Linked DNA regions of Mus musculus: all the other regions are linked to region 1. A link is a contact called in public HiChIP or PLAC-seq and promoter capture Hi-C data. All regions are on one chromosome and are shown on one strand. The core of a region is the stretch at or near the end of the contact, and the rest is flanking DNA. Distances in the headings are between cores, read along the strand shown.

What was found. Promoter capture Hi-C pulls out the DNA fragments that hold promoters and counts their contacts. HiChIP or PLAC-seq counts read pairs in DNA pulled down with a chosen protein or histone mark. Capture Hi-C pulls out chosen DNA fragments and counts their contacts.
Region 2: a contact with region 1 is called in a promoter capture Hi-C map of adipose tissue, with 2.8 times the contacts expected there. The contact joins the promoter of Iscu here to the promoter of Gcn1 in region 1. A contact is called at or near these places in 1 of 39 promoter capture datasets (liver) and 1 of 9 other capture datasets (adipose tissue).
Region 3: an HNF4G HiChIP or PLAC-seq map of pancreatic cancer cells shows a contact between it and region 1. The contact joins the promoter of Taok3 here to the promoter of Gcn1 in region 1. A contact is called at or near these places in 2 of 39 promoter capture datasets (liver and maxillary cranial neural crest) and 2 of 115 datasets of contacts at active chromatin or transcription factors (astrocytes and pancreatic cancer cells).
Region 4: a contact with region 1 is called in a promoter capture Hi-C map of liver, with 4 times the contacts expected there. The contact joins the promoter of Usp30 here to the promoter of Gcn1 in region 1. A contact is called at or near these places in 3 of 39 promoter capture datasets (liver and pre-B cells).

Annotation. Positions count from the first base shown.
Region 1 is chr5:115,563,820-115,567,019 of GRCm38.p6, reverse strand. It overlaps Gcn1 (GCN1 activator of EIF2AK4), which reads right to left and starts at 1,757. Exons shown (of 58, transcript NM_172719.2): 1 at 1,714-1,757. The coding sequence starts at 1,731.
Region 2 is chr5:113,771,027-113,774,226 of GRCm38.p6, reverse strand. It overlaps Iscu (iron-sulfur cluster assembly enzyme), which reads right to left and starts at 1,426. Exons shown (of 5, transcript NM_025526.5): 1 at 1,283-1,426. The coding sequence starts at 1,399. It overlaps Sart3 (squamous cell carcinoma antigen recognized by T cells 3), which reads left to right and starts at 1,827. Exons shown (of 19, transcript NM_016926.2): 1 at 1,827-2,906. The coding sequence starts at 2,592.
Region 3 is chr5:117,118,400-117,121,599 of GRCm38.p6, reverse strand. Taok3 (TAO kinase 3) reads right to left here and starts at 1,471. Exons shown (of 21, transcript NM_001199685.1): 1 at 1,261-1,471.
Region 4 is chr5:114,098,731-114,101,930 of GRCm38.p6, reverse strand. It overlaps Usp30 (ubiquitin specific peptidase 30), which reads right to left and starts at 1,598. Exons shown (of 13, transcript NM_001033202.3): 1 at 1,416-1,598. The coding sequence starts at 1,498.

The DNA.
Region 1 (3,200 bases), core at 508-3,007:
CGAAGCTCTTTTCCTTAATCAGAAGTTGCCAGATTAGGAATAGCTTGTTGCTCAGCCCTTGCCCAGCAAGCGTGAGGGCCCTGGGCTGGGTCCCCAGCGCTACAAAGTAAGATAGGAAAAGTTTCCCACTGGAAACCTTATATGCTAAGAGCCTCTAGGAGTCACACTGGGCATTGGAAAGATCAGCTCTCACACCTCCCAAGTCCACCGATATCTCTGCAGACACCACTGCCCAAGAGAGGATTTTCTGAAATGACAAACCTGATGTGGCTGCTCTGAAGACATGAAGGACAAATCACTTGAAGCACAGGTGGAGAACCGAATTTTTAAATTTCATTTAATTCTGACGAACTTAAGTAAGCTTTACGGCTCTTTTGATAGCACAGTTAGGTAACCTACTACTAAATAACACAACTCTAGGGAGAAGATTCTTAAATATTCAGAAACATTAAGTAACTTCCCTTCTTAGGATTCACTAAGACGCAGCTCTGTCTAAACAAATTACCAAACCCTTTTACTGAAGACCCTTGCAAAGCATCTTTTTAATGATCAGGTTAAATGGCTCCTCTTTGGCGGGCCTTGAGGATCAAACATAAAAATCAATTAATCTCACCCCAGAGACTCAAACTGTTTTTTAAATACGTTCCTGCCAGGCAGGGTAAGCCCCCCACCCACCCATTAAGAAGCCACAGGCAAGATGGCTACAAGTTCAAAGCCAACTCACTATATATATATATTTTTAATTTGTTTGTTTCTCAAGACAGGGGTTTTGTGTGTGTGTGTGTACCCATGTCTGCCTGGAACTCCCTCTGTAGACCAGGCTGGACTGGCACTCAGAGATCCACCTGCCTCTGCCTTCCAAGTGCTGGGATTAGAGACGTGCCACCACCGCGCCACCACTACCTGGCCTTGATCTACATTTTTGAAAAGGGAGGGTGGGATGGAGACATGGAGAGAAAAAAAAATTATGTTTCTTATTTATTATTTCATCCTTCCACGAGGCTACAAAAGAGGCTGAGATGGAGAAGGGGGTAGCCTCAACGCCTCCCTGAACTGCAAGGTACCCACAGGTGTGAACGCACAACGGTGTCACGACTCTTCGCAGGTGAAGACATTTTGAGATCTCACCCAGGACCCAGTTAACACCCAGCAAACCCACATGGGACCCTACTATTTTGTCTCAATACATCTTCCCATAAAATAACATAGGATATCGGTATTATCACCACCACCAAATGTTAAAAGGACCGAGACCCTGAGGGGTGATGTCATTGATCCAACGCCTTGACGAAACCAACGAGCGGAGGCTCAACTCCGAACCCGTATGGACATAAAAAGGCTACGCTCCGAGTGTGGGCACAGAGTCGGGGGGCCTCTGCATCGCCCCGCGGGCTCCGGAGAACCGTAGCCGACGCCGAGTGTAAGCTCTGCCACCGCCGGGACCCGCACAGCCCCAGCACGGCACCCGCTACCCCGAAGCCAAGCGGATGGCAAGATGCTCGAGTCCAGGGTCGCTCTGCTCGCCCAGGCCGGCCGGAGCCTCGAGCCGCGAGCAGCCGCCGCCCCCTTCCCCCGCGCCGCCGCTTCCGTCTGCGCCCTCCGCGGCCGTGGGCGCCGCAGCCTCCGCCCGGGCAATCCCGCCGCCCCACTGCCCGCGCTCCGGGTCCGGTCCCCGCCGCCCGCCGCGTTGGCCGCCGCAGCCGCCCGCCTCACCTGCGTGTCCGCCGCCATCCTGCCGGCGCCCAGTCCGGAACCGCTTCCGGAGCGCTTCCGGGTCACAGCAGGGCCCACGCGGCAAGGCGAGGCCTGGCGCCCCCGGGCGGGAGGGCGGCCGCAGGTCGTGCTCTGCAGCCCCTGGGCGCGGGATCTCCTCGATTCGGCCTCCCCCGGACAGCGCCCTGCAGCTCTGGCATCCTTGGGGGGATCCCGGGTCCAGCACCGACACCCCCCATCGTGCTGTTTCCTAGGCCCCAGGAATGAACCCAAAGACTAGTCTCAGGCCCAAGAGGCTTGGAGGTTAGAACAGGTGATGGTGAGGTACGCGGGAGGGATGCAGGGATGACCCGGGAATTGCGTGACCTGCTGGGAGCCTCAACTGCAGACAGCTAGGGACAGGGTTGAGGAAGAGTTCGATGTCTTAGGACAATTATTGAATTTTTACTATAACTCAAGAGTGTGCTTGGAGAATGCGGTCTCCAGGCTTCTTGGCCCTCAGCAGTGGCAACTATACAGATGGGGGGCCGGGCGTGGTGTCGCACGCCTTTAATCCCAGCACTCGGAAGGCAGAGGTAGGCGGATTTAAGGCCAGCCTGGTCTAAAGTGAGTTCCAGGACAGCCAGGGCTACACAGAGAAACCCTGGGGGGTGAGGGAGGGAGAAGAAAAAAAAATATATATATACACACACATAGATGTATAGTGACGTCACAAGGTTAATGATAGCAATAGGGCATTGCATTTGATACAGTATTCACCTACTTGTTAGAGCCCATTTTTTAAATCCTCAGCTTTTCAGACTTAACACTTACTGAATGCCTATATGAACCAACATCAAACTACTATCGGGTTAGAGGTTGCAATTCTAGGGTAACTTTTTGTCTAGTTACCTGTGATGCACAGGCAGTATTTTAGCTCTTGCAGCAGCTTTTTACATAGCAAGTTATTCTAGTTTGCACCCCCGATTAGTACATCAAAGCAACCCTACATGCACACCTTAGTGGCTAGTTATTAACTGCCCCTGTATTCAAGACTTAATCTACCAAGAAAAAACTTTAGCCAGCACGTGGAAACTCAACTACACATCTAAACTACACAAACACAAGTATAACTTCATTACTAAACACACAGCAGTGACTCAATTACTGCAGGCAGAAGGCTGAGGCAGATCAACTTCTACACCAATCCTCATCTCAAAAGGCACAATCAGGCCCGAGTTCAATCACCACTCACCTGGATACTCCTTGCCATAGCTCAGTATCACCATCTCAGGCCCTCTCAGACTTCAGTCCTTAAACCACGCCTAGCTCAAACCCAGCCTTCTACCCCTGCCTCAGCCTTAAGCAACAGGGCTCTGGACCTGCATCACTCTGCCTTGGAGCAGTAAGGCTACCTATGAACAATGGCTTGGACATCCAGTGATATACAGAAAGCAGACCCAGATACCAAACCATATAGATTTGGTATGGCTCATAGGTCTCTTAAC
Region 2 (3,200 bases), core at 177-2,676, 1.8 Mb after region 1:
TACTCTCTCTCTCAGATCAGCAATCTGTATGGGACAGAGGTGGGAGACCCATGTGTGACCCAAACTCTTTCTATCTCCTCCCCAACGACCTTTGTATCGAAGATACTGTCCAAGAAACCGGTGAAAACTCAGACACATCTTCCTTTCAGGGGGCTGTCAACCAGAAGTAATCCCCTGACTCACACACTGTACCAGATCTGGGCTCAAAGCACAACTTCTCTTTTTTACCAAACACAATACACAAAGAGAAGTATGCACTTACAAAAAATCCCGAGAATAAAAACAGCCCCAAATGGAAGAGTTCCCCAGAAGTTTCAAGGTCAGAGATGAGCTGGAGGTTGGGGAACGAACGAGTCATTGGTGGCTGTAAACATAAACACAGCGCTACCCTGTGGCAGGAGCGCCCCCTGGTGCCTTAAGGCTGCCAGCCCGTCAAGGTCCTGCAGCTATAATGTCAACAAAACAACCTTCCCTTTGGGGTAGAAGGCCTTGGGCAAGAGCACCCAAGCCAGAACAGAACAAGCAGCTGTTAAAGTCAGGGACACACTAAGATTTAATAACCGAGCTTTCTCCCGCTAGTTACCAGGAGGCACCCTCATCTGCAGATTGAGTCTAAGCCCTGAGCCCCCATAACGCATCATCTAATCAAGGACTTTGGGGGGGGGGGGAGGGAGTGTCTTGTACATCTGCGGTAGCCTTGTTTTTCGGAGTGAGTCTCCTGTCAAGAGGATTTTAACGTCCCTAAAAGCGTGGGGGCCCGCAAACTACTCTTCTTCTATACTTTCTGCTCCCTACCAATAAACACACAACTGAGAACCGAAGTTTTAATGTTGGGCTAGGTGCTTGGCTGAGCTCGAGGCCATCGGCTCCTAAAAGAGTAAATAAATCGCCATCAGTGGTTTCCCTTGGTTGGACCGAGCGCTCCACGTACGGGGACTTCAGAAGACTCCTGTCAGGTCTGAGAGAAAGGATGGGAGGGGACCAGTGACTTGATCAAGGCCATCTGGCCAGGGCAATGGCTTAGCTGGGGAGGACGCTGGTGCTGTCGAGTGTGCTCAAGCATGCGTGTGTGTGTGTGTGTGTGTGTGTGTGTGTGTGCGTGCTGCCCCTTGACCCCCGGCACGACATACCCGGACCCTCCCTTCTGGGCTGTCAGCCTTGGGACACTCGGAGTGACGGCCGCGGCGGGGCAGAGGCGGCCGCGGGGCTCCTCGGTGCTGGTGATCTGCGCAACGGCGGCAGGTCCCCTCGATGGTTCGCGCACCCCCTCGCCCGCCCATACCTTCTTGTGGTAGAGCCTGGCCGGAGCCGACAGCTCCCGGGCGGGCAGGCGCGGGCTCCGCAGCAGCAGCGCCGACGCCGCCCGCCTCAGACGGCCAGCTCCCGTGGCCGCCGCCATCCTGCCGGCTTGAGCTGCGTCGACCTCGGCGACGCCGGAGGGATGGCGCGCCCGTTCGACGTCACCGCAGCTCGGCGCTTGCGCTGGCGTCTCGGCCCGGCTACGCCCCCTCTGACCGCGCCCTCGGAAGGGGCGTGGCCAGGCGCAGAGCGGGAAGGTCCGAAGCGGCGTGCAAGGTTGTCTGGTGCTGCGATGGGCGTGGGGATGCTCGGTTTCAGGCGTGTTTATGATTCGATCATGCATACGTCCCTGGTAGACTTTTGTTCAGGCTGTGGAGTTCCTTTTCTTTCTTTCTCTCTCTCTTTCTTCCTTTTTTTTTTTTTTTTTTTTTTTTACTAATTCCGAGGTAGCCGTTTCACCCATGGAGCAAATGCATATTAAGTGTACTCTAGGTGTCACTAAAAAAAAAAAAAAAAAAAAAATCCTGGGAGCAAAACGGACGCGATTTCTGGCTCGTTAACCTTGTTGATGAAGGGGAAAGGCAGTGCAGAGGGAAACAGCAACGCTTTTCCGACCTCGAGAACGAGGGGTATAAGAGAAACGAACCCCATCCCTCGACACCTACGTTTGTTTTACCGCCATGCACATCATTCCGAATCAATACTTATTGTAATGTATTATCATTGACTATAAAAATCCACAAAAGCGACTCGTTTAACACAACTACGAGGTACTAGGTGTTACAAAGGGGAGGGAGCTTTATTCGAGAGATGAGACTTTTCCCATGAGATGGTGCATCCGATCGCGGAGGAACTGCAATCTTGTCCGCACTTGAGGGTCGGTTGCCGGGAAACAACCACGCACCGGAGCCGGCCGAGCCTTACAGAAGGTCTTTAGTCCAAAGCGACGACTTTGACCTTCCTAAGATGGCGCCTCGACCTTAACTACGGACATCACGCACGCACCACTTCAGCTGTGGCTGCCACTTCCGGCCCAAAGACCCGACAGCTGTCCACGGTTGTAGCCGGACGCAGGTTATGCTCGTGAGCCTTTTCTTCTGACGGTGGCGTCTGGAGGCGCTAAAGGATAGCATCAGCGGTGGATTCTCCACAGCTTCCTGCTCCCTGAGGCCGTCCGCGACGCTCCCGCTGGTGGCCGAGCGGAGTTTTGATCAGGCAGACGCCGCGGACAGCCCGATGCTCGCCGGGCTTCGGCGGGCGAGGGAAGACCCGAGAGTCGCGGGCTGCGCAAGATGGCGACGACGGCCGCATCTTCGGCGTCCGAGCCGGAGGTTGAGCCCCAGGCCGGGCCTGAGGCCGAGGGAGAAGAGGATGAGGCGAAGCCGGCCGGTGTGCAGCGGAAGGTGCTGTCCGGCGCTGTGGCCGCGGAGGCGGCGGAGGCCAAGGGCCCCGGATGGGACCTGCAGCGGGAAGGCGCGAGCGGGAGCGATGGGGATGAGGAGGACGCCATGGCTTCCTCCGCCGAGAGCTCCGCCGGGGAGGACGAGTGGGAGTACGACGAGGAGGAGGAGAAGAACCAGCTGGAGATCGAGCGGCTGGAGGAGCAGGTTGGCCGGCCTGGGTGGCGGCGGCGGGCTCCCTTCCTCCCTTCGGGTCCCCAGGCCCGGCCCGCCCCCTCGGTCCTCCGTGGTTATGGAGACCGCTGAGGTCGCCGGGACGCCGTGAGCCACCGTGAGTCCCCGCGTCCCCGGCTCAGTGCGCGCCCAGGGCGTCCCTAAAGTATTCCATTGAATAGTGTTTAATCCGGTTTCCCCGGGAAACTGAGGCTCGTTGAGGGGGCTCCTGCACAAGGTGCCACCGCACCTGAGAGTGTTTATCTTTTTAAGCTTTTACTCTCTCTT
Region 3 (3,200 bases), core at 222-2,721, 1.6 Mb before region 1:
TCCGGTGCTTTAAGAGCATTAAAATTAACATCCTAATTAATTCAAGGCTCTTCTAAATTATCCCTCCCTCCAACTACTTGGGGGCCGGTGAATGGGGAGCAAACCCCTCTAGTTTTGCCCCAGATGTGTCATCAAGGAACCTCGAGGTCGAACTTTAGGGAAGAGTTGGGAAGCCAGCCTGCTGTTTAGAAGAAAGAGGTGAGACGCTGGTCTAATCTCTACAAATCGTCTAGCTAGCCCTTGGCCAGCCCTTAGGATCTATGTCTTTCACTCCCGGGCCCATCACATGATCCCCCTTCCAGCATCCCGGAACTCAACCCTCAGGGGGAGACCTCGGGTTCTTTGCAGTGGAGCAGCATCGGTGTCGTCCAGGTGTCAGCATTGCTGCTGTGCCCACTCAATGCCACCCGGGCTCAGGCTGCCGGTGTTTTTCCCTAGGTGCCTGGCTGTGAGGCCAGAAAAACCATGTTCACGCTGCGCAAGCTCTTCTCTGGTACTTCACTCACCGGCTCTCCTTGGACTCTCAGTGCTGTCTGTCCCTACTCTGGGTCCCTCAGCCCACACCCTTTTGGGGACCCCTCCCTTCACTCGGCTGCCCTAAGCCTTCCTGAGGTCCTCTTTACACTCATCGCAAGAGCATAGTTTCAGAACTACTGCCCTCGCCTCCCCAAAAGTCTCCTTTGCTTATTTTCCTGTCTCGGTCTCTCTAGGGTCCCCTTCTTTCATCCCGCTGCCTGAGTTCTCTCAAGTCAACCTGCTCAGTCTGCAGTCCCAATCCCTCTGAGTGTCCCTCCCTGGGTCCCGTCTGCTTTTCCCACCGGCCCATCAGGGGCGGATCTCCTCGCTCACTCACTCCGTCGTCGCAAGTCCCTCCGGGGTTCTTTCGCTTATCCCACGGCCAGAGTCCCTCTTCAAGTCGCCTCGTTAATCCCATTGCCCTGTCCTGTCTTGGGGTCCCCTTGCTCTCCCGCGGTATTTCTCGGTCCCCTCCTCATCCTGATGTCCCCATCTCTCTCCGGGTCCCCTCGCTCACACGCAGTCCCTCTCAGAGTTCACTCCTCACCCCTGTCCCCATCCTGGTCCTCTCACTCTTCGCGATCCCTCTCGGGGTCCGCTCCTCACTCTCCGTCCCGGTCCTTCCCAGTCCCCCCCCCCCCTCTCCCCGGCGCACTGGCAGAACCGCTAACAACTCCGCTCCCGGGATGCTCGCGGCCGCTGCGCCGAGGACTCGGGATGTCACTCGGGTGCCCGCGCTCTCACCTCAGCGCTGTCACCCGCGGCCCCGGCGCCGCCGCCTCCTCTCACTCGTGCCCAGAGTCGCTCTCGTGCTGGGTCTTCGCGTGCTGGGTCCCCACGCGCAGCCTCCGCCCGCGAGTCCCCGTCGCGCCCCACTCTCCACGCAGGACCCTAGCTGCCGCCGCTGCTGCTGTCCGAGGTGCGGCTCCGCCAGGGGTGACCAATCGCACCCGACTGCGCAGAGCGCGCCCCGCCCCCACTCGACCCCGCCCTCGACTCCGCCCACAGCCATGCTTTGATAGGTTCTCTACTGACCTTCCCTGATCGCCGCTCTCGGGGTCCAGGCCGTATATAGGCGCTCGATTGACCTTGCCTGGGAAGTCCGAGCGGTCGATGGATCCAGGGGATTGGCGGAGCTGGTGGTGGGCGGGTCCAGGTGGGCGGGGCTTTCCCAAACGCGGAAGCTCTCTTAACTTGGGTTAGCTATGGCCCCTTCGGGCGCGGTCAGCTCTGTTTGTGCTGCGCCAGGGTCAAAGTTCTTGGCTCTCTTTCCCCACGCCTTGTCTTGTCTTGTCGGACCACCGTGGATAAGATCGTGGGGCCAGTCGGATCTTTCTCTGGACCTTTCACAGCTCCTGGCCATCCTTAAGGGATGCTTTCCTCCTGGGGCTTGTAAATTATTTTCCAGCTCTCAGGAAGGGGAATGCGTTTTCTTGCTTTGCGTTCAGTGACCCTACGTTTACTGCTGGAGAGAGGGGGAAAAAATCTGTGGACCCAGCTAAATGCTTACTTACCAGGGTCTGGGCACATTTTAAAATGAGTGCGATGTGAATACCAGTACTCTGTAGGCAGAAGCTGGAAGATCGCCTCAAGTTTGAACCCAGCCTGGGGTATCTAGCTAGATCTTTTCTCAGAAGCTAAGAAAGAAAGAAAGGAAGAAAGAAGAAAGAAAGAAAGAAAGAAAGAAAGAAAGAAAGAAAGAAAGGAAGGAAAAAGAGGAAAGAAAGAAAGAAAGAAAGAAAGGAAGGACGAAAAGAAAAGAGAGGAAAGAAAGAAAGAAAAGTGAAAAAAGAAATACACATTTTGTGAGTTTTGATTACCACAGTTAATGGAGGAGTTGGGGTAGGGGGACCCCGTTGGCTTTGGCAAAATTCCAGCAAGCGTATCTAACTAAATCTTTCAGGGCCACGGGCTTTAATGAACCAAAGGCGGAAGGTTGATTGAGCTTTGACCCCCCAAGTGCAACCTGCAATAACCTGCCTGGCTCCATCCTAAGCCACGCGGAAACATAGTGCCTGCCAGAGGTTAAAGTGCACCAGGACCTGTCTCATGTTTTTTGTGTGGAAATAGCTGTGTTGTTTTCAGTTGATGGTGGAAGCTCAAAGCAGTTTTTCTGCAGGGACACATTTTCACCCTAAGCCTTATCAGACGTGGACACTCAACTCCTGGTCAACGCTCTACTACAAAAAAATATTTAGTTTCTATTTATCTGAGATTGGGTCTCACCTAGGATGGCTTACTGGCCTAGAACTCTCAGTGTGGACAGGTTGGCCTTGGGCTCATAGGGATCTGCCTTCCCCTGCCTCTGGCTGCAATGAAAGGTGGGTCCCAACACGCTGGCCTTTTTTTTTTTTTTTTAAAGTACTGGATATTGATCCTAGAGATTCAAACATGTCAAAAAACTGATCGCTCACTCGCTCTCTCTCTGGTATTTCCCCAGCAAAATTTACATCCTAAACATTGCATATCAAACTTCATCTGGGTAGTCTGACTGAATATACTATTTGGGAGAAGTGGTGGAGAATTTTAAGGGGTGAAACTTGATTTTGAAGGTTTTACAAACAATGATAAAATTTGGTTGAGCTAAAAGTCAGGAGGGATTCTTAAAAAGTTCATTTCCCTCCTCACTAAGTAGCACTTAGTAGGGCTGCTCCTTGGGCCAGCTCTGCAATTTTCATGGAAGA
Region 4 (3,200 bases), core at 349-2,848, 1.5 Mb after region 1:
TGTTGTTGTTGTTGTTGCTCAGGCTGGCTCTGAACTCAAGAGTCCTCCTGGCTCATGAGCAATTCGTGACAGAGCGGTGGCACCAGGCCTGGCTTTAAAAATGGATTTCTCTTTGAGAATACGAAACAATACCACAAGAGGACATCTATATGTTCATACGATTAAAGATTTCTTCGTTCCAGGCTAGACTTGAAGGTGGACACTATTCTTTTTTCCCACAATTAAGAAAACTGCAGCAGTAATTCAAAACACAATTTTATACAAAGTTCTGTATCTCCAAGTAAGGCAACCCACACATACGTGCAACGTGTGTGTAACATGTACCCACATATATGTTGCATGTGGACATGTGTGTAATACGTTCTTACCTAATGCTTGGACTATATGAAGTTGATCACCTCCCCTGGTACCAGGGACTGACCCTAGCTAGGGCCTTATGCAGGACAGACAAATGCTCTACCACTAAGATCTGTCCCCCTAATTCTGCCTGCATGAATATTGGTCTCAGCTGAATAAACACTCCCTGAAAAGGATCACTAGTGACAACAGCAATCGTCAGACAACGGCCAGCATTCTCCGATGTCACAGCTAATTACCAGTTTCAAATCTTTTTGTTCTTCCAGGGTGAGTCCATAGAATGTGCACAGACCTTGGCTTAAAAAGCAGTCAGCGGGAGAAGGAGGGGGCCAGTTACAGCACACCTGCTCGGCACACACTCAACGAGGGAAACCGAGGCATGGTGTTGATTGACTAGTTCTTCTGCAGAACCGTACCATGAAGACGGTACGTGAGCCTGAGGGTGAGATTAAGCTGGCCACCAGCCCTGCTCTCAGGTCAGCTGTTAGGCCGCAAGGCCCAATCAAGCCTTCCTTCCCACCTGGTAAAATAGGGCCGCTGGGCGGAATAAACACGGGGTGGGGGGCTTCAGAGCCGGATAAGATGCTGTTAGACCTGCCCCGGTATCCAAGGTAGCCAACCCAAGCAACAGGTCCCAGCAGTCAGGGTGAGCAACGGGGGTGTGGCCCCAGGCCTTGGGAAGATCAACCGGGCTGGGGTGCAGACGGGGGTCCTAGCAGGAACGAAGAGCCTGGAATTGTCACAGCCTGGGGAGCTCAGCGGCTGGGAGCCTTCGGAAGCTTGGGAACCGGAGCGGTTTGGGATGCAGAAGTGAGAATCTCCAGCATGGCAGAGGTGGGAGACCGGCATCTGACAAACTGCGGGGGAGCAGCGGCGTGCAGATTGTGTGCCCGGAGCCCGAGTCTGGGGTCACCGCGAGGGGCTGCGGGGCGTCGCAGGCCGCGGCCACAGCAGGGACGAGGAGGCGACGCCGGGCCGCGGCCTCCGCCTCGGCCGGGTCCGCGCAGGCCTGGAGGCCCTGCGGCCGCCACCGCCACCCCGCACCCCCACCCACTCACCTGACGGCCGCCCCGGTGCGCAGGAAGCGCTGCAGGGCCTTGTCGGCCGCCGTCCTCGCCGCCTGCGCCCGGGAACTTAGCATCGCGCTCGCTGCCGCCGCCGCTACCGCTGCCGCCGCCGCCCCCCGCTCGCCCGCCCGCCGCAGCGGAATGAGGAGCCCAAGACAGGAGGCTCGCAAAGTGGAGGAACCCGCGGTGGCGACCCCGCTTCGGCGGAGGGGGGAAGAAGCCAGGAGGACGGACCGGAAGTTAGTCACACCGGACTGAAATAGTGAACGGACGACCCCTCCCCGGTTCCTTTGCTCCTAGCAACCGCAGCCTGATTCGTTGCTAAGGGAGGTTTCCCGGGGCCCGGGGACCACTTCGGAAGCTATGAGCCTTCGCATTTGCTCCGCCTCCAGGACGGAGCTTGGTTCATGTGGAAAGGCTGTTATTAAACTGGAAAATTTAAAAATAGATGGCTCTAGCTTTGATTTTTTAAAATGTGGGGTTAGCAAGATGGCTCTGTAGGTAAAAACAGCTGCCCCCAAATCTCACACCCTGAGTTCAGTGCCCAGAACCATACAGTAGAAGAGAACCAAAGTTATCAGGACCTTCCTATGTGTGCTGTGGTGCGCAACACACACACACGCGCGCGCGCACAAACACATGCACACATACACATGCATATGCCTGCACTTACACTCGTATATGCACACACATACACCTGCACACACGCATGCACATTTATACATAGATGCACACTTCACAATACACACACATGCATATGTGCACACATGCACACGCACACACACACGTATATATATACACATGCACACTACACATACGCACACATATGCACAGTATATATACCCATACACGTATACACATACATGCATGCATTCACATGCACACAGCACACATATACACGCGTGCACACACACACACCTATAAACATACAGATACATACAAATACATGCAAACACATGCACATACACTTGCATGCACATGTGCACACATATATACACATGCATACACAAGTGCACAGACACACAAATGCAATAAATTAAAATGCAGTGTCTTAGAAATCTGTTTCTATTAGGTTTATACAAAGTCCTAAACAGTCCCACACAAATGTTTGTGAATTCACTCTTTAAAACAGCAAAACATGGAAACAAACTAGATATTTATCAGCTGCAAATCTCCCTCTGTCATACATACAATAAAAAAGGTGTTAGAATTTTTAGATTCCTCTCTTGTGTGGGCATGCTGCTGTATGTGCTGCAGATCTTTATACCATTTCTCTTCTCAAAGCCGAACTGTGTGTGTTGAGTAACTCCCCCTTCCTGTCTTCTGTTCTAGTAATTTCCATTCTATTTCTATTCCTGTGAGGTTGAGGTTGGCTGTCTCAGGACAGGAGTCGCTCAGAGTTCTTTGGTGACTGTCTTAGCTCACTTGGCATAAAGTCTTTTTTTACAGGAAAGTAATATTCCATTGTAAGTACTAGTTTCTCTCTCCTGTCCATGTCTCAATGGACATTCAGGTTGTTTCCACTTCTTGGCAATAAACTCGGGCACATAACCCTCTCTTTCTGGTCTTGTTTTCAGCCCTTCCAGATATATATCAAGTAATGAGATTATAGATTTATATGCTAATTCTTTTTTTTTAGACACTTCTAGATTGTTTTCCACAGCAACGGAACCATCTTACAATCTTTAGCCAATTTAAAAAATTATTGGGGAGGCATGTGTCATGACTTGCATGTGGAGGTCAGAGACCAGCCTCAGGAATTCTGTTCTCTCCTTC